Linked DNA regions of Gossypium hirsutum: region 2 is linked to region 1. Evidence: chromatin contacts called from public Hi-C data. All regions are on one chromosome and are shown on one strand. The core of a region is the stretch at or near the end of the contact, and the rest is flanking DNA. Distances in the headings are between cores, read along the strand shown.

The links. A called contact is a pair of places that touch in the nucleus more often than the background predicts.
Region 2: a Hi-C map of leaf shows a contact between it and region 1, with 2.2 times the contacts expected there. The contact joins the enhancer-like site here to the promoter of LOC107926068 in region 1. A contact is called at or near these places in 8 of 34 Hi-C or Micro-C datasets (anther, callus, hypocotyl and 1 more).

What each region holds. Positions count from the first base shown.
Region 1 is chrD04:10,809,002-10,812,808 of Gossypium_hirsutum_v2.1, reverse strand. It overlaps LOC107926068 (ribulose-1,5 bisphosphate carboxylase/oxygenase large subunit N-methyltransferase, chloroplastic), which reads right to left and starts at 2,063. Exons shown (of 15, transcript XM_016856854.2): 1 at 1,759-2,063; 2 at 732-841. The coding sequence starts at 1,968.
Region 2 is chrD04:10,941,382-10,945,188 of Gossypium_hirsutum_v2.1, reverse strand. No RefSeq gene overlaps it. Among protein-coding and RNA genes, the nearest start is that of LOC121216325, 4.0 kb to the left of the region's middle. Within about 2 kb of position 1,903, at least 7 of the 9 cell types and tissues checked have an H3K27ac peak or open chromatin away from gene starts, as enhancers often do. A contact at or near this core is called in hypocotyl and leaf, where this site is marked.

The sequences.
Region 1 (3,807 bases), core at 814-3,313:
GATGATAATTCCACATTTGCAGTTATCTAATACAATTAAGGTCCATGCTTTTGTCCATGCTATTAAAGAGAACAAAATATTGTCTACCAATCAACAAGGATGAAACTTAAAACAAAGAGAGCTTCACTTCCTTTCAATACAGGTGTCAAAGTAATATTTAATAACGCTAGTTGATACTTTATCACCCCAAAAAAAACATGTATCATAACAGACAGCACCACCATCCTGCATTAAACAAGAATAACTAGTGTGCCCATAGGATTTTCCAGTTTTGATCCATTGCCATACGCTGATAAATTTTACATAATTCAATTCCTTATTTCTTGGAAAAAGTCCACCTACATGATAAATAATAAAGCATTTCAAGAATTTCAACAATTGCCCAACTTGATACTTTATTGCTTCAAAATAACATGGATCACAACTATCTGCACACCATCCCTGCATTAAACAAGAATAGCAAGTGGTCCCATACTATTTCCCAGTTTTTATCTACTTCAATATACTGATATGAACGCCATACATAGAAATTCAGTTTCTTTGTCCTTGCAAACAATCCACCTACATGATATATGATAAAGCATGATCCTAAAGTTTCTTGAATATCAACCAGAACACAATTTTAACCATATTGAACAGCAACATAAAATCAAAAACTAAAATAAGAGTTTCTCTTGAAATTAAAATAAGATAACTCCAAGTTAGAAGCTAAATAAACAAACTGAAAATACCTGCCATATGCAGATTTCCCAATCGAGAGCATTGAAGAAATCTTAGTCCGAGCCTTTCGCTCCAACCAAGGCAAAAATTCATCACTTTCTTCATCAGAAGTATTTAAGCCCTATGATTTTGATACCAACACAATTATTTAATAAAAATTAGAGGAAAAAATAAAAGGCAAAGTATCTGTTTTAATTCTTGACAATATACAACAAATGGATACATGCCATGTTGCTCAAACTCTTTTTTTCTAGAAGATCCCATCTCTGGCACTCGTGTCCAACACATGGATATGAAGATATAACCACCAAAGATCCTCCAAATACATTGAAATCCTAGAAAAATCTAACCGTACCCACGTTGGATACATACCCATTTCCAATATTCACACCTGAGTCAAAATAACATAGGACACATGACTATAATATAAGCTTCTAGTTATAGATTTTTTTCTCTAAATCCTAAACTAATATATACAACAACGATACTACGGCTACACGAGTAATTGCGTCGAGCCTAGCTCATACTCTAAGAAGCTCAAGCTCAACTAGAAATTAGAGACCCAAATCTTGGTTCAAGCGCGATTGAGTTTGACTTTTAATATTTGAGCTCCATATAAAAATCAAACTACTCCAGCTTGCTCGATTAGACTGATTTACTAAGTAAAGAATGAGCACAATTTCTACGCTAGACTTCAAGCTCAATTATTTGTTCTAAAATTCATCTTCAAGTTTGGATAAAAAATTTTCAATAATCTCGATAAGCCCGAGAGCTACTCAAGTCAAGCATTAGGATAGCCGAAATTAACCCGCTCAACATCTCGAGCTGCCCAAGCTCAACTCGATAATGACCATGCCAAATTAGAGTTTTTCTCAAGCCGAATCCGAGTATCTTGCAAACTATGAGCTTCAATGAATATTACTAACTTAATAATTTTCTATTAATTTTCCTATCTAAGGAGCAAAAATCTAAAAATTTTGCTATATTTTCTCGTCAACCGAACAGAAAAATATAAACAGAGAGAGAAAGATGAAGAACCTTAGCTTGAAATAAGGAAGAGAATTCAAATTTGATGAGCAAACGACGAGGAAAGTTGAACGGTGGAGCTACCGGAGACCGGCAAAGCTTTGAGATCCGAGAACCGCAGTGGAGCATCGTCGTGGTCAACACGTCGTGTTTTAAGGTCCGCGGGGTGCAAGGAAGCCTGGAGGCATGAATAAGGCAAGCTGAGGATTGGGAATTACTCATAGGTGCATGTGATACGCCATCGTTTGGTGTTCTGTTTGAATCCTGAGTATTCTATCGAGGGATATTTTTATGGAGAAATACGGTTTTTTCACTCAAATATGTATTTTCTGTTTTTTGAAAGGCACCACGGGGCTTTTCACATCACTAAACGAGGGGAATATGTCATAAAAGAAATATTTGGTAAAATAGGTTTTTTTTTAATTAAAGAAATAGGTCAATTTTGGAGAGAGTGTGTGAAAATGCATCCAGTTGGACACGTTTTTTGCACAGTTGACAGGAAAGCGCGCCTAGCCGGATACGCTTTACTTTCTCTCTCCTTAATCGATTTTTTTTAGGGTTTTTTAGAGCTTTTTAGGTTTAGTATTTTTAGGGTTTGGTTAATTTTAAGGCTTTAAGTTTTGGTTTTAGGATTTTTTACTATTTTGGGATTTGAGGTAGATATTGTGAAAGTTTAAAGATAGATTTAAGTTGCCGGGGATGCGATAACGCTCAGAGGCACACACATTTCATATGTCATGCAACACCCTATACCCAGCCCAGTCACTGAGCCCGAATACTAGGACATTACACCAATGCCATGCATCATTTACTTGGCAAACAGTTTCACTAGTAACCAATCGTCATCTTTATTTAATCATACATATGAATTAAAGTCGTACAACCACTTCTTATTGTTAAAACATGCCATACGTACACTAAGGGTATTAAAACTAACAATCAAACATGCAAATGGGCCAAATTGCAAAATTTCCAAAACTATTATGTAGGTATCGATACTGTTTCAGGGGTATAGATATTTTTCTTAAGTGGTATTGATACCACATGAAAAATCGATACCAAACTTGCATTTTGTTTCTCGCCAAATTTCAAAACATCGGAAAATATCAGTACCTTTCGTAAGGTACCGATAAACTTACACTGAGTATCAATACTCGGGCCGAGGTATCGATATCAATTCTCTATTTTGTCTTCTTGCACTTTCAAAAAATATAGAGGTATCGTTTTTAAAGCCCTAATATCGATACCTCTACTCTAGGTTACAAAAATTCAGCATATGCAAGCATTTAAACCATTCAACTTAATCCCTTCACATCATGTTTTATTTACCTAGTCAAATAAGCATCAAAATGTCTAAAATAGTAGCCCGAATACCATGTTCAAGTCCACATGCTTCCAAACATAAACAATAAGCAAATAGCCTAAAAATGACTTAACAAAACCGATATAAAGTCTACCACATTGCCTTAAAGTACCATATAACAAATAAACCAATTGCACCTACTATAGCAACTAAAAGAATGACTTAGATCAATTCCTAGAAAGCCACATCGCTCACACCAGAGACGCAACTACTTTGCAAAGGTTAAAATGGAGTGGGTGAGCTTAACAAACTCAATAAATGCTTAGGACAACTTCTATGCAAACAAGTCATTATGCAACAACAAACAGTCATATAACATATTCATAACATCTCTAGTTCTATATCATATTTCATATGTTTAACCGTTTTTCATGCATATCTCTACTTACTATTCATAGGATTATTCAAGCATATATATATTATAACACATATTAGATACATTTAATGATAGTTTGGCTCTTGGGATCATGAAACATGAAGTGCACTCTATCACCACTTATTAAATACACGGATCTCTAACACACCACATAGACTCGTAGAGTCAAACATATTCCATAAGTGAAGCATATAGCTAACACTCTCCAACACTCCAAACACACATATCCTATTGAATAGAGCTTGACTCACATTCCCTTATCTTTCTTAAAACTATCCCAAGCCTCAACGCCCCAAATATCACAACACAAAAGTGAGTACTC
Region 2 (3,807 bases), core at 654-3,153, 130 kb before region 1:
ATAGATAGAATGTATAAACATTAGAGGACTAAATTTGTTTTTAGGCCAATAAAACAAAGCCCACATTAGACTTCTGTTAGGCAACTAACGGAGGAGAGATTAAAATATTTAATTTCAAAAAGTTGAGTGACTAAAACAAAAAATGTAGTAGTTGAGTAATCAAAATAAATTACCCTGTTTTCTTTGGTTCAACTACATCATCACTCATCCAATTATTAGTATGTTATTGTTTTGCTTATCAAAATAAAAAAAAATTCAATTTTGTCACTAGCATTTGCAATCTGATTTCGATTACCTTTTGTTAGATCATTAACAAAATTGATAATGTGGCATTTTTAATTGGTATAATAATATTTTAGTCCTCAACACTTATAAAATCTATCAATTTGGTCCTAATTCTAAATAATTGAACTTAGCCCTTAACATTAACAATTTTTTTATCAATTTGGTCCTCAAACATATCTTGATCATAAACTGAAAATATAATCGTAATTATAAATATTTTAATATTAAAATATATCTTTAACAAAAATTAAAAATTAAAAATATTTTAATCAAATTTAAAAAAATATTTCACAACTAAAGAAAAATGGAATAATTATTAATGTTAGTTTTTATATATAAAAATTATTGTAGGGAGTGGAAATTTTCCTTTGAACTTTGCAATTTTTATTCATGAAAAATGTTGGGAAAGAAATATACGAGTGACGGATGAGTTATAATAATTAATAAGCAGAGAATTGAAAAATTGGAGTTGCAATTTTGTTTATTAATAAACCCAATTGGGTAAAGACTATCCAAAGGGTTAGTAAACTAGGAGGAGTCCAAATAAATTGTATACAAATGCCCAACAAAACAAAATCCAAGGCATGCAGACGAACCCAAATTCTAACCCAACTCCAATTATTGTTACAGGCTAAAAATCTCAGATCTTGGATCACTCCCCTCTGGACTTTGACTCCTCGAAGTTTAGTTACACTCGGCAGCCATCAAATTGACTACACAGTAATCTTGGTATTTGAATGGTCGACAAACCCTCCGCTTTCAACTTTCATTTTCCCAACCCTCCTTAACAAACAAAAAACCACCTCTTAGAAGCACCGCCACCCATAAAGCACACCTTTAAAGCTTCAAAAAGGACCCAAATCTTGTTTTTGTTTCTGATTCCATGAACAGAAAATCAAATCATGTATTTTTCATTAAATTTTGTGAATTTAACATGTTGATGAGGCTACCCTCGTGATGTGACATATGATTTGATGAGAGGTAAACATGTTATGTTGGCAAATTTTAATTGATAATCATAGGACTATAAGATTTTTAAATTGAAAAAGTAAGAGATCGAATTTTTAACTTTTAAAGTATGGACTAAATCTCAAATTTTGTAAAAAATATTGGAACTATTATCATATTTTAACCAAGATAAAAATACTCACTCCAAAAATCACAAATCTTGAGCTTCACAAAGAAAAACCCATCTCAGCCCTGGCCCTTTTGCTTGAACTCCATACCGGCTCCTTTTGCAGGAACTATTTCACAACTTCAACAAGCTTCAATTCTTGAAGAAGAATCTTAACTACTTTGTTAATACTTAACGAAGTCATTAGAAAATGCAGCTCATCGTTGGTTTTTTCAATTAAAGTCTCAAAAACATTAAAATTAAACTACTATGTTGATACGAATTACCAACAAAGAGGTTGTGATGGAGGAAAAGAGGACTGATTTACTTAAGCAAAACGAAGAGCTGATAGTAGGAGAGTGAGAGAAGGAGACTTTCCCTCGAGGGGAAGGTGAAGGAAGAAGGAGAAGTTGACCAAGGTGATAGTGCTGATGGAAGGATCCCACTTGTACACTCAAGTTAAAATCGTAGACCATCCTTTGTCTTATAGTGCTACACGACAGTTTGTAAGATGTCTTGCAAGGTTGTATGGGTTGGCCAGTATCAGTTTCATTGCAGGTTAGTTGCCACTATGGTATGTATTGCGTGATTCTGCCTATGTCGTAGATTATCTTGTTCTAACATTTCTATCTTTGAGGCTATACGAGACAATTAAGTTTAGATGGCCTTAACGAGAGGTGCTTCACAATGGTGATTTACAGATCATTTATAGACAAAATCATTCAAAGGTTCGCAAAAAATTACATTTATAGATAAAATCATTCAAGAGTTCGCAAAAGATCGCATCTACAGACAAAGTCATTCAAGGGTCCGCAAAAGATCGCTTACAGACTGTTAGAGGACTTGTCACATATTTCGCTCTACAAAAGTATAATAAACTACATAATCAGAAATTAAAAAAAAAATAAAGAGCTGTTTTATATTATTATGAGATAAATTTATTAATTCTTATTAATTAGTGGGGTTTATCACTATTAGCCTGATATTGATAACCAATATAAGATCTATTTCTCTTTTGTACAGCACTTGAAAAATATAAATTGAAAAATAATTAAATTTTATTTAAAAAGTACAAAATCCTCTCACAATTACAACTAATGAAAGAAAGATGGGTATCCCAAAGTACTTCTTAGTTTTTATGAATTAAAGACATTGTTGTCGTTAACTCATTATTCTAAAGGATTGTATTTTTCTAATTTTGATTAATATGTAAATTTTTTTTTTGAACTGACATCAAACACAAAATTACATATTAATCATCATCAAATAGATTCTTTAAAGTTCACAAATAGATTTTCTAAATTTCCCAAATATAATTAATAAAAATTCCAATACCATTTCCCAATGGAAATGTGTTTGAGGACCAAACTGATAAAAGTTGTAAATTTAGAGGATCACTTTTGTTTAATTATTTAGAATTAGAATAAAATTAATAGAATTTATAAGTATTGAAGACTAAATGTATTATTATACAAATTCCAAAAAATTAAGTTATCATTTTTACTAACCATTTAACGGGAAATGACTAAAATTGAACCAATTATAAACATTAATGACCAAATAGAATATTTTTATAGTTTATTGATCAAAACATAATATTAAGAGGAATACTAATTCTATATGAATTTGAGCAAAGGTAATTAAATTAATGGTTGAGTAGTAGAATCAATTTTGTTTTTATTAAAATAAAAAGAGTTTAATTTTTAAAAGGATTAATAGATACGGGTGTAACTAAACTTGATAATTTAAACTTACTTTGTACTTAAATTGTTTTGGATCTAATTGGTATCCAAAGTTAACAAGCATAACCCAAAGTGATACATTTTTAGGTACTTAAATGACGCCATTAGTTTTTATCAGTTCGACTAATAATTGTGCACCACATGTCCAATTTTATTAAATCATTTAAAATACTCATTATATTTTTAAGAATTTAAATAAAATAATTTTAAAATAAATAATTTTGACTTTCCCATTTTAACAATGATGAGACGCTCGGGGAATTAGAAATTTTTTTAAAAAAAATCATATAATTAATTAAATTTTTTATCAAAAAAACCATTCCTTCACCCATTTACAGGAGGACAGATGATGGGTAAGGTTACAGAATGAAACTAGTAATAAAAGAAAGATTTTACAAAAGAGAGAAAGGAAAATTTTTGAAATGTAACTTGAAGGATAATTTTACAAAAGAGAGAAAGGAAAATTTTTGAAATGTAACTTGAAGGATAATTTGAATCAAGTTTTTATGCAAAACTTGAATTCCAAATTTGAATTCCCCTTTTAGGCTTCTTCCACCTCTTTTTATAGGAGTTATACAGAATTTTGTTTAATTAAATTTGAATCCCACACAGTTTCCTAATAAAGATGATGTCTCATCCTTGATTGATGATATTTTTGTTCGGTTG